Linked DNA regions of Mus musculus: all the other regions are linked to region 1. The links are chromatin contacts, called in public Hi-C and HiChIP or PLAC-seq maps. All regions are on one chromosome and are shown on one strand. The core of a region is the stretch at or near the end of the contact, and the rest is flanking DNA. Distances in the headings are between cores, read along the strand shown.

Evidence for each region. Hi-C and Micro-C count contacts between places; a contact is called where the count stands out from the background. HiChIP or PLAC-seq counts read pairs in DNA pulled down with a chosen protein or histone mark.
Region 2: a contact with region 1 is called in an H3K27ac HiChIP or PLAC-seq map of acute myeloid leukemia, with 3 times the contacts expected there. The contact joins two enhancer-like sites. A contact is called at or near these places in 2 of 15 datasets of contacts at CTCF or cohesin (the NIH/3T3 cell line and large pre-B cells), 2 of 484 Hi-C or Micro-C datasets (bone marrow-derived macrophages and neural stem cells) and 3 of 115 datasets of contacts at active chromatin or transcription factors (acute myeloid leukemia, embryonic basal ganglia and fetal liver).
Region 3: a BATF HiChIP or PLAC-seq map of CD8 T cells shows a contact between it and region 1, with 6 read pairs. The contact joins two enhancer-like sites. A contact is called at or near these places in 11 of 484 Hi-C or Micro-C datasets (DN3 thymocytes, the G1E-ER4 cell line, bone marrow-derived macrophages and 7 more), 8 of 115 datasets of contacts at active chromatin or transcription factors (the 3134 cell line, CD8 T cells, DN3 thymocytes and 5 more) and 1 of 9 other capture datasets (embryonic stem cells).
Region 4: a Hi-C map of uterus shows a contact between it and region 1, with 2.8 times the contacts expected there. The contact joins two enhancer-like sites. A contact is called at or near these places in 5 of 39 promoter capture datasets (the HPC-7 cell line, cranial neural crest, frontonasal cranial neural crest and 2 more), 5 of 484 Hi-C or Micro-C datasets (the N1E-115 cell line, natural killer cells, nephron progenitors and 2 more), 4 of 115 datasets of contacts at active chromatin or transcription factors (DN3 thymocytes, bone marrow-derived macrophages, embryonic basal ganglia and 1 more) and 1 of 9 other capture datasets (embryonic stem cells).

The regions. Positions count from the first base shown.
Region 1 is chr10:83,002,716-83,005,557 of GRCm38.p6, reverse strand. All of the region lies in intron 1 of Chst11 (carbohydrate sulfotransferase 11), which reads right to left. Among named protein-coding and RNA genes, the nearest start is that of Chst11, 19 kb to the right of the region's middle. Within about 2 kb of position 1,482, at least 146 of the 459 cell types and tissues checked have an H3K27ac peak or open chromatin away from gene starts, as enhancers often do. A contact at or near this core is called in CD8 T cells, the G1E-ER4 cell line, the HPC-7 cell line and 5 more, where this site is marked.
Region 2 is chr10:83,214,214-83,217,055 of GRCm38.p6, reverse strand. No RefSeq gene overlaps it. Among named protein-coding and RNA genes, the nearest start is that of Slc41a2, 120 kb to the left of the region's middle. Within about 2 kb of position 1,340, at least 54 of the 459 cell types and tissues checked have an H3K27ac peak or open chromatin away from gene starts, as enhancers often do. A contact at or near this core is called in acute myeloid leukemia and bone marrow-derived macrophages, where this site is marked.
Region 3 is chr10:83,183,075-83,185,916 of GRCm38.p6, reverse strand. The region is part of intron 2 of Chst11 (carbohydrate sulfotransferase 11); the gene reads right to left. Among named protein-coding and RNA genes, the nearest start is that of Slc41a2, 150 kb to the left of the region's middle. Within about 2 kb of position 1,491, at least 150 of the 459 cell types and tissues checked have an H3K27ac peak or open chromatin away from gene starts, as enhancers often do. A contact at or near this core is called in CD8 T cells, the G1E-ER4 cell line, the HPC-7 cell line and 3 more, where this site is marked.
Region 4 is chr10:83,151,146-83,153,987 of GRCm38.p6, reverse strand. All of the region lies in intron 2 of Chst11 (carbohydrate sulfotransferase 11), which reads right to left. Among named protein-coding and RNA genes, the nearest start is that of Chst11, 170 kb to the right of the region's middle. Within about 2 kb of position 1,452, at least 86 of the 459 cell types and tissues checked have an H3K27ac peak or open chromatin away from gene starts, as enhancers often do. A contact at or near this core is called in the HPC-7 cell line, bone marrow-derived macrophages and uterus, where this site is marked.

The sequences.
Region 1 (2,842 bases), core at 233-2,732:
GTCTCAAAGTAAATAAGTAAGTAAGTAAATAAATAAATAAATATCAAACCATGTGTCAACATGCGCACATGCACACATTTACACAGATGCGCACACATGCCCGCACCAAAGGGCTACTGCCTCCCGAAGCTCTGGAAAGTGGCTGCTACTGCTCCTGGCCATACGTAAAATCATATGTAGCGCAGGGCTGAACCCCACTGGCTTTCCTGGGGGGGGGGGTCCTGAGGACTCTGATAATTTCTGTCAGAGGAGCCAAGCCTGTGCTCCCCCCACATGTTTAACTGCTAGCTGAGCCCAGTCCCTGGGCCAGACTCACAGATAACCAAAGTCAACCGACCACATCCTCTGCAACAGGAAACCTAATAACTGGCTATTTTGGCCCCATTCTCATTTCCTCTCAGTCGCTTCTACCACAGCTGCTGGACAGTCAGTGTCACAGCAGAGAAGATCCAGGAGAGCTGGAGGGAGCACCTCAGAGCTGGGGACATTAAAGGGCCTAGAGGACCTGTGGGTCCTTGAAGGGTATCTGTATGGGTGGGCAGAGACTGTGGGCAAGAGGGGTGACCTTGTGGTGAGGTCCTGGAGTGGCGTGCATGAGTGTTGCTTTAACACCCAGGAGTGAAGTCCTCTCACAATTTCAAAGGAGTAACTTGAAAGTCAAAATGTATCAAATGTTTATCCTGTCTGTTTTTAAAGTTTGTTTTGTAATTGTTCAAGAGGCTGATTAGGTTACAATACGTTAAGCCTTGCCTTGTAGGCATAGCTACAGAGCACACACAGGGAAAGCCCTATCGCATCTGGGGGGGGGGGGGTTGGATTTTGTTTTGTTTCTCTCTTCTCCTCTCCTCCTACCTCCCACCCACACTTCCCTTTTAGAAGGTCTGTTCCCCTGATCTGACTTCATCATCAACACAGGGCTTCTGGGAAAGGATCCAAGGCCAGGGCACTGATAACCATCTCTCTTCTAAGAGTGACACATGCCTTGTAGAGGCGCCTGGCCCTCATCAGAAGCAGCCCCCACACCCGGGCTTCTTCCATCAACAGCTGAGAACCACGGGTACATCATCATCTTGGTCGGCTGAGACAACATCTCACCCGCCAACCGCCTGCCAACCGGAGGCGTGCTCCTTGTCTCACTTGGTAGGCTGCTAACAAGATGCCTTGCCTTGGGTGGCTTGCAAAAAACCTGACATTCACTGCTCGGCTCTGGAGGCTGGGAAGTCCAAGATGGAATCACGGAAGATACAGGACTCAGTGGAGGCACCCGGGGTCTCACGATGTCCTCTTGAGAGGCAATCGTCAGTCATGGGACTGCCCTGTACAGAGGCTCTAAGTGCACATCATCAGTTGTCTACGTCCCAACATCCAACCTCCTAATGCTGTCTGCTTGGGGACAGGCTTCAGGTATGAACCCTGGGAGGATAGCACTCCCTGACAGACACCCCCTGCTCTCCCCCCCATTACAGGAAGTGCTCCTCACAGACACTAACCGTACACAGAACAGCGTTCTCAACAGGGCACCTGTAGCCACAGTACAGTATGCTTCCATCACTCATAAGCTGGGTTACCTGCCATTAACTGAGTCTACGTAAAGATAAGGATGAGGACAGAACACTTCAGCAGCTACTGGGAAGACTAACTTAGAACAGATGAAAGGGTGATGGGTAAGCCAGCACATCCATCTCAGCCCTGAGGACAATCTACAACTAGAGAAGTGGCCGTGTCACCAAAGCTTGTCACCAACACCCGAGCTTCCCTTTCCTTCAAAGCCTGTGGGAAAAGTGCTCCCTGGTGACAACTGTCTCCTCAACTGTCTGATAAACCCTCCTGGGCTCCGTCATTCAAACACATGTCAACAACATTTACTACAAGCCTGTGGCCGGCCGGCAGCAGAAGAGCCAGTCTGGACCCTCCTGAGACCTGTTATCTTGTGTGGACGGACCTGGACACTAGCCGGATCATCCTAGCTAGGACACAGTCACACGCTCTGATGGGAATATGAATGTACACAGCATTCTAAAAAACAACTGGATCCTTCTACCAGGAGCCTTGGGATGTTTACAGTGTCTCGGAGTCTGAATACATCTTTCAAAGAAGTCTTTAGAGCCAGGCGGTGGTGACTCTAAGTCCCCTTTGATCCAGCACCTTCTAGGCAGAGGCAGATGGATCTCTGCAAGTTCAAGGCCTATGGAGTGACTTCCTGGACCACCAGAAGTACACAGAGAAGCCCTGTCTTGAAAAAACAAAACAAACACAAAACCCATACACATAAAACAAAAGACAGAAAAACAACTTGTTTTCAGAACTGTCCAACGAGAAAGCAGAATTCCATTAAAATGCATCCACGTGACAGGATAGTCTATTTTCCAAGAGAACTGAGTTTCAGTGCTTAGTGGTAAAACCAAGACATACCATAATACTGGGTTCAATTCTCAGCACCCGTATGGCAGCTTACAACTGTCTGTAACTCCAAGATCTTGACACCTTCACGCAGATATACATGCAGGCAAAACACCAAGGTGATTAAAATTTAAAAAATTATTTTTAAATGACATTTTTAGAAGTGAATTCTCTTTCAAAAGTCTCTTTTATACATTTGAGTTCATTTCATAATCAGAAATCTGAGCATGTGCTCACACACACATGCACATACATGTGCACACACACACACACACACACACACGCATGCACACACCACACACTTGAATGTGCCCACACATACCAAATGCTTTATTGAGGCGCTGTCGAGTAGACAAGAGGGTTGGCGGTAGACAAGGAGCCTACCAAGGGTGGTGCTACCAATCCATCAGATCAATTTTACTCCAAGCCCATGGACTCCATT
Region 2 (2,842 bases), core at 91-2,590, 210 kb before region 1:
CTTCCTCAGAACTCTATCTCTGGGTAATGCCTGCCAGTAGCCCTCCTGCTCTGAGGGAGGGCTTTCTCCCCTTAGCGTGTCCTTTCTGGATGTGCCCTCACAGATCCACCCCAGTCAGGTCTCTTAGTTGATTCCAGATCCTATCAAATTGATGATCACGATTAACCGTGGTATTAATTGGACATATTAACTTCAGGGCTTCAGATTCCCAGAGCGTGTTTAATATGCTACTACGTTTATGGTTTTGGACATCTGGAAGTGGGTTTTCTCCTATCTGAGCTTTTGCACTAAGTTTTTGCACATGTGAAAATGTGTCATGATCCCTAACACTTGATTCATATTTAAGTCAATTCTGCATTAAACATGTTTTTATTCTGCCAGAGTTTGGAAGCAGCTCTTTCCCGATTTCTAAAAGGAAGTGGTAGTTAAGGAATTGAGGTAATCGGGCAGGTTTCAGGTATGAACCTCATTTTCCCGTGAGCCAGCTGTGTGTGGTGGATAAGCTCCTCATTTTCAACTGGAAAAAACACATGCAAATAGTAGCCAGTTCTTAGGAGTATTTCAAGGTTTAAAGACCTATTTTTTAAATTTGTATTTGTGTGTGTGTGTGTGTGTGTGTGTGTGTGTGTGGTGTGGTGGTGGTTGTGTGTATATGCGTTTGTGTGTACGTTTGTGTGTGTGGTGGTGGTGGTCGTGTGTGTTTGTGTGTGTTTGTGTGTGTTTATGTGTGTGTGTATGGTATGTGGTGGTGGTGGTCATGTGTATGTGTTTGTGTGTGTTTATGTGTGTGTGTGGTGTGTGATGGTAGTATGTATGTGTGTTTGTGTGTATTTGTGTATGTTTGTGTGTATGTGTGTGTATGTGTGTGTGTGCCATGTAAGTGTAGATGCCTACAAGGCCAAGACGTTTATTTTATTTTTTGTTTTTCCAACATAATATTTTTATTGATTGCTTGCTGATTTCACATCATACACTGTATCAAATTTGTTTCCTAGTCGTTCCTTGTGTGCCCCATCCCCAGTGACCTCCCTCCCCCAAAAAAGTGCAATTTTGTTATCTGTATACTCACTGGAGCATGGTCAAACTCTCAGCCTGTTAAGTAGAGCTAAGTCTCCCCTCCCACACCTCTGCTGGAAGCCATCTATTGTGGAGAGACACTTCAGCATTCTATCACAGTTTTTAAGAGTAACTAGGCTGTTACCGTTTGGGGGTGGGCATGGGGTGGAGGGAGGGGTTGTCACAGAAGCCGTCCACTTCCCTTTTTCTCAACTGTGCGTCTGCAGTCATTGATGTCACCGTCAAAGGAGTTTATTTGCTTTTTATGAACTGGGAGAGCATGAATCATGGGTTTCACATGGTTTCTGAAGTCAGCACAGACCACAAACAAGGCTCCCAGTTGCAGTAGGGCCAGGACCCAGACAAGGCCCTCTGATGAAGCTGGGATTATGGTCATCACCATGGCTTCAGGCGGGAGCATAGACCATGGATTTCCACATGGACTTTGGGTAGCACAGGCCACAGACATCAATGCAGATCCAGCTACACTAAGACCGCAGACCCTAATATGGCCCTCTGTGACAGGACGAACCTGGACATCACCATGACCTTAGGTATCAGTTGCAAGGTAAGTATTGGTGCAGCTGGGTCTATGTTGATGTCCATGGCGTGTGCTACCACCAAAGGCTGTATAGATGTCCATGGTCTGTGTTGCAGACTGAGACCATGTTGATGTCTGTGGGTAATGCTGCCACTGGGGGCCACATCATGTGGGTAGCTGTGCTGTCACTGGGGGCCACGGTGATTCCAGCCCCATGTTGCCACTGAGAGCCACATCCTGGTCCATAGTCTTACTGCACCTAGCGCTGCCAGGCCTATGTTGATGTTCATGGCCCTGCTACCACCTAAGGCCACGAGGATGACTGTAGTCTGTGGTTCTGCTTTAAATGCCCTGAGCTGAAGTTACAGGTGGTTGGGAGCTGCCCCGTGTGGAACAGCAGGAAGCACTCTTAAAGGCCGAATCATCTCTCCTGGCCCTATTGTGCGTGAAGTTTAAATGAACTAATACATGTCACGTGTTTGAAGCAGCTGTTGAATAATGAGTCTCATAAGAGGGCCAGCTTTTTTTAAAAATCAACTCCATCAGCCTCTATCCTGAGTGTTCTGAAATGTCATAATTCGAAAGCTCTCTGAGACACTTTATTCATATCAGACTTGGAACTTAGGAGGCCGTTAGAATATCTGTCTTTACATCTGGGAAGTTTTGTTTTTGTTTTATATTAAAGGCGTGTTTATTGGGAAGCTGGTCTCTGGCAAGTTCACTGGCTCCAAGGATTGAGGCCAAAGTAATCCCCATAGGGAGGAGTGGGGGAGAGGATAAAGAGAAAAAGGACAGAGAGAAAGAGAGAGAGAGAGAGAGAGAGAGAGAGAGAGAGAGAGAGAGAGAGAGAGAGAGAGAGGAAGAAGAAGAGGAAGAGCAAGGGGAAAGAGGAAAGGACAGGGGAGGGAGGGAAAGAAGGCAGGAGTAAAGGAAGGAGACAGAGAAGAGAGAGAGAGAGATCATTTAAATTGAAAATTATTTCATGCCTCCCCCACTCTCATTCTTATTCTGGGATAACTCAGTTAAAGTCCACTTTTCTCTGATTTCACCTTCCATATTTGTCTTTCTTTTTCATTTCAGATTTTTCATCCCTTTGCCTTTTCATCTTATGTTCTTTTAAAAATAAGTTACTTAACTTTATTTTATGTGTATTGATGTGAGGTTGTCAGGTCCCTTGGCATGGGAGTTACAGACAGTTGTGAACTGCCATGTGGTGCTGGAAATTGAACCTGGATCCCTTGGAAG
Region 3 (2,842 bases), core at 242-2,741, 180 kb before region 1:
TCAAGGTCCCAGAGATAGGAACTGGGACTGTAAGTTCAGGTGCTGGTAGACACTGACTTGTGTGACTCCTGGAGTCAGAAGCCACACCTGGGGACTCCCACCTCTGGATTAAGCCACCTGGGGACTCAATCCTGGCAGTCCAGAGGTATCATGGTGATAGGCTGGGTCCTATTTCTATCCCAGAGGTCTGCTATACCTTCTCCGGCTGTTGCCGGTGGTCCCAGGGTCCTAGTACTGCCCGGGTAGGAACCACAGCTTCAGAGGGCCTAGAGTCCTATGTATACTAGGGCTGGACCACACTGGAACCTGGGTGTGAGCCTTGTCGAGTCTCACTAAACCTGCTGGGGCTGGTGTTGTCTGTGAGTAACCAGCTGGTGTTCTCCCTGGCATCTGAGGGCTGTAACACACCTTCTTGGAGCCTCTGGTTCACCCATCCTAGGTGCACAGCTTAAAGACCCCTGGGGAAAAAGAACCAGCCAGGCTGTGAGCATCCTGCGAAAAGTACTCAGTCAGTTTATTAAGAGCAAGTTTTGAGGCTCAAGCCCTTGCCTGGCTGCTCTCTTGCAACAGCCACCATCTTGTATGCGTGTCACACACCACTGACTCGCTCTGGCCTCTCTCCCTCCTAGCATGCTAATTCCAGGGTGCAGGTGTCTTCCACTTTTTTTTCCCTCTAATACATTACTAATTCTTGGCCCATAGGAGACACTCGAAGGTTTGTCTGAATTAAAGTGAGAATGCATGAATGCATACGAGTCAGTGCGCACATGCATGTATGAATGTATGCTTACACTCAGGAGTGAATGTAATATATGCACATATGCATGTATGAATAGATGCAGGTATATGTCAATAATGTGGGGTGTATAGGGATTGTGCAGGTTCTGGGTGACTGGAGAGGCTGCTGTGTGCTCCTCTGGTGCCTACATCTGCTGCCCCAGCCCATCCTCCTACTGAGGTTTGGAGCCAGAGTCTGAAGCTGCACCAACGCATTAGCAGATAGGCTGTTCGTCTTAGGAGAAGTCGGCTCTGATGAAACAGCTTTGATCATGGGAGGACTCCTCTGGAGCTTTCTACCTGAGTCAGCCCAGGAAACAGGAGGAGGAGTCATGCCATGCTGGAGGGCAAAGATACCAGAAGAGGTTGGAAGAGCTCTGCACAGGGCTCCGTGAGTTGGGGCGCCTTTCCAGGAAGCCAGATGTAGCTGGAGGGGCCTTATTTACATCCCACAGTCTCTGGGCTCCGGGAGGTTTGGGCCTGGTGCAGAAGGCTTCAGGCTTAGGAATGGGACCATTGCCAAGCTGGCCTGGCTTCCTATGAATGGTGGCCCAGAACAGGGACAAGGGTGAGGAAGGGACAGGGTTCCGACACCAAGGAGGCTGGTCCTTCAGAAGTCTGAAATCAGAGGGGCAGGCAGGCTCTGTGCCTGTTGACTGACACACTCTGGGGATATCGGAAGTCACTTCTGACAGGAGGAAGGAAGCTGGGCCCCTTCTCTCAGCCTCGAGGCTGGCAACTCCCCCCCAGGGCTGGGCTGTCTGTGGTATTTTAGGGAGGCAGGTAGGTGTGTGTGTGGGAGAATATGGCTTGGCCCTGCAGGTTCTCTTGGCTTCTGACTGGACAATTTGGCTTTGTGGTTTCCTTCCTGCCTCTCTCCAGAGACTCAGCACGCCTTACTGAACATTTGACTGAGCATCTTGAGCCCTCAGGCCTTGGTTCCCCATTCTGTACCATGGGGACAATAGTTGTGCATTCTGGGGGTTGCTTTGATGATTGAGGGCTCAGAAAAAAAACATATGGCACCATGCCTGTGTCTTGTGAACACCACGGAAGTAGAAATTCACTTCCTGTTTAACGTCATTGTGGAGGATTGTCTGGAAAGGGGCTGGCAGTAGAACCAGGCAGCAAAGCCTTGACTGAACCTGAATGCTGACTCCCTGTGTTGTCTGGTGACTGTAACTCCTTGACTCCACCTTAGCCATCTGACTGTACGGTCAGTGTGGGTGGTCCAGGCACCTGCTCCTAGCCACGGTCCTGGGGTATTTCCATCAGATCAGCTCTGGTGTCTCTGTTACACCCGAGGAACTGCTGGTTGGGTATTCTTCTCCGGGAGTGGGCTCTGCAGGAATGCCAGACACATCTGGCATCTGCTCACGAGGCCTGACTCATGCACATCTGGTATCTCACTGACAGAAAATGACTGATAGACATTAGCTGGAATAACATCCTGGCTGGACAGTTGAAGAAAGGGGCAACATCGCGATGAGCTATCAGTACAGTCAACACACTGTAAAGCAGGCGGTGGATTTCAGGATGCTAGAACTGTAGGCTATTGTGTGTGTGTGTGTGTGTGGTGTGTGTGTGTGTGTGTGTGTGTGTGTGTGTGTGTGTGTGTACTTGTGGAGGTCGATCTTGGGTATTAGGTATCATTCCTTAGACGCTGTCCATCACTCTCCTTCAACAACAATAACAACAACTACTACAACAGTGTTTCTTATTGGCCTGAAACCTACGCTGGGATAACAGACACACATCACAATGCTCAGTGTTTGTTTGTTTGTTTGTTTTTTGCTCCCCCCTATCCGTTCTAGGGATGGAAGCCAGGACCTCAGGCCTGTGCAGCAAGCACTGTACTGGTTGATCTATCTCTGATGCCTCCTGGTCTATCAACACCCCATCTCCCTCATTAATACAAGTTACCCACGTACCATTCCTGGTGGGGAAGAGGCTAGAATTGGGCCAGCCCAGCAGATACCACCGCAAAGTATTCCTCCCTTTCCCACCTGCTAGGCACCTTCTACCCCTTCCACAAGTCACCCACAAACCCAAAAGTCCAAGAAGC
Region 4 (2,842 bases), core at 203-2,702, 150 kb before region 1:
GTGGCTTCTGTACAGAAGACTGCTGGGGCTGCAAACATCTGACAAAAACAGGTAAGGAAAAGTGTCTTTGGAGCTCTCTGGGAAATGGCCGTTCTGGGACAAAAAGAAGGGATCTAGAACTGTATTGATCTTGTGTCCCATCTCATCTTATCCTGGTCATATCTAAAGATCATCCGGGACCCTAGACAATTTAGTGCCTCTGGGGTGGAAGACTCTTTTAAGAGATCAGTCAACAACCATGGCTTAGTCACCCAAGAGTGAAGACAAGCAATCAACACGAAACGTTTAAGAAATGCCTCTGAAACTCATGCCTTGTTGGTCCTTGGATCCTGAAGCCTAGGACTCTTTTTAGTCTCACAGAACCAGAAAGGCTGCTGTCTTAGCTGTAAGTTGATGGCAACCAGATAGGAAAGGGGGTGCTTTGGAAACAAGGACCCACCCAACTGTCCGGCCAGATAGTGCAGAGACAGTAAAAAACAAGATTCAGTGTGTAAAACTGTTAAAGAAAATGGCGACATCCGACTGTCTGATTCTTTTTGGTTTTGGTGGTGGGTAAGTCCATAAAATACATTCAATATTGAAAGTGTAAAATTTAGTGTGAAGCTCCACAGCTTCTGCTCCAAAGGCCTATTTTAGCTTTTTAGAAGTCCATGGCTCTGGGCTTTGGGGCTGGTTAATTTTGGTGTCTGTTTTTTGGTTTTTGTTTGTTTGTTTGTTTGTTTGTTTGTTTGTTTTTTGTTTTTGCATGTGTAGAGAACCTTGGAGTTGGCTCCCAACACCCCAAGACCAAGTTCCCGGCACAAAAGAGATTTCTATGCCCCAGAGGGACAGAGGGCAGGGAATGAGAGACAAAACAGGAGCTAAAGTGGGAGAAGGGGAGGAAACAAGGGAGAGGGGGCAGAGGTGGCCCAGAGGCAAATGGGGGTTTATAAAGGTAAAAGGGGAAACTCTGTGTTAGGGTGAGGCATTTATTAATTAGGTGAGCCAAAGGGAGCTTTTGATTGCTGGACTTCAGTATTTGACAGGGACCTTGATACCACAGGAGGAAGTGGCCAAATAAGGGAATAGACCTTGGTAACTAGCTTTAGGAATGTAACCTAGCAATTTTTAGTAAGGCAGGGGAAATGGGGTGTAGGGCCAAAGCCTTCCAGAGCCATGTCTGTCATGCTCAGACAGGCTAGAACTATCGTAGCATGCCCTACCCCCTTTAAAGAATAGTTCATAAAATTAAAAACAAAGAAATGAAAACCCTCAAAAGGTAACACTAATAAAAAACCCAAAGGCTCCACTTAGAGGATTCTCTGGAAACCACAGTTGCACGCCTTGACTGGAAGTCTCAAAGTGTCCCACAGAAAGTGACGCATCATGACTGAACTTGTGTGGACCCAGCTCTAGAAGCAAGCATCTGCCTTTTTATTGGAACCATTATGAATCACCTACTCCGTCCTTGAGCCTTCTGTATTCAAGGGAATAGATAAGTATCTACCACAATACAGCTAACTGTCCCATAGCCTGGTCTCCGGACTGTGACCGGAGACATCTGACTCTCAGAAAGTCTCCAGTCAGCCCCATGAATCATCGTGTGGAAATGCCAGCTCCTATTAGAACTCTGGTAACTTCCTGCTTGAAAAGTTCACGAAAGACACAAGAGGAATTTTGGAAACAACCCCCGTCTCAGTGAGTGTCCAAGCAGAGGGTACAGGACCAGCCCCAGCACGGCTTCTAATTTTGACCCAGCTTGCTCCACAGGGAAGTCCACATACATAGGAAAGAACCGTTTATCAGCTCTGCCACTGTGGTCCTCTCTGCTATTTCCCAGGTGATTTGCATTCCTCGGGTCTCACATCCACCATGCCTCCTTCACAGTGGGCTTGACAGCAGTATTTACTCACGAGACGGGGACGTGGCTGCGCTAGCCTGAGAGACATACCAAGGGAGGCCACACAGCTAATGACTCTTTAAATCCCTGGTCACCGACTCTAACATTATACCTAATGATTAATGTTTTTGAAAGTACAGAAAAGGTGTTTGAAATTTATCATCAGTTAATAAATCACAGCTTATTTTTTCCCTCCTCAATAAAAAGCAGCTAACAAACCCAAGGCAAGCATATATATTAAAAGTCATAAAATGTGTCTGAGTTTCTTATACCAAACAACCTAATTTGCTTATACATAAATATCAAGGGATAGAAAAGCAGGCTTTCGAGCCAGAGTGAATGAAAGAGCAGGCAGTCATATCACACCCTGGCTTGCAGGAGGCTGGATATTAAGGTCTTTTAGGTCCTACACCTCATGTTTCGGGAGCAATAAGACAAATGAGGTTTTGCACATTTATTTCAGCATAAATTAACACTAACCATCTGGATGGATAAGATAACCCAATAGCCATAAAAACTTGGCAACTTCCACTGGAAGAAAAATTGCTTGGGAGCCAAGAATGGGGGTGGGGGGATCTACACAAGGTTTATTGGAGGAATCCCAGCCCAATCGCAGGGCTCCGAGGCTCCCTTAAGCACAGTACGCTGCCGGGGCGGCCAGCTGTTGGGGGAGAGGTTATGGGGCCAGCAATCCTTCAGAGCTGCACAGCCTTTCACTAACCAACAGTACCTTGTTCTTAAAGCTGGGCATCCCCATGACCCTCAGATGGAGGAAGGCTCAGTGTTTATCATTTCCATGTAAAGATGGCAGAATTGGGGCGTCAGGAGAGTGAGCAGCTCTGAGTTCAAGGCCAACACAACATTCTTTTAACTACCCCATCTGGGTACCCATGCCCACACCTATCCACCCATCCATCCATCTGTCCATTCATCCACCAATCCATCATCCACCCATCCATCTAT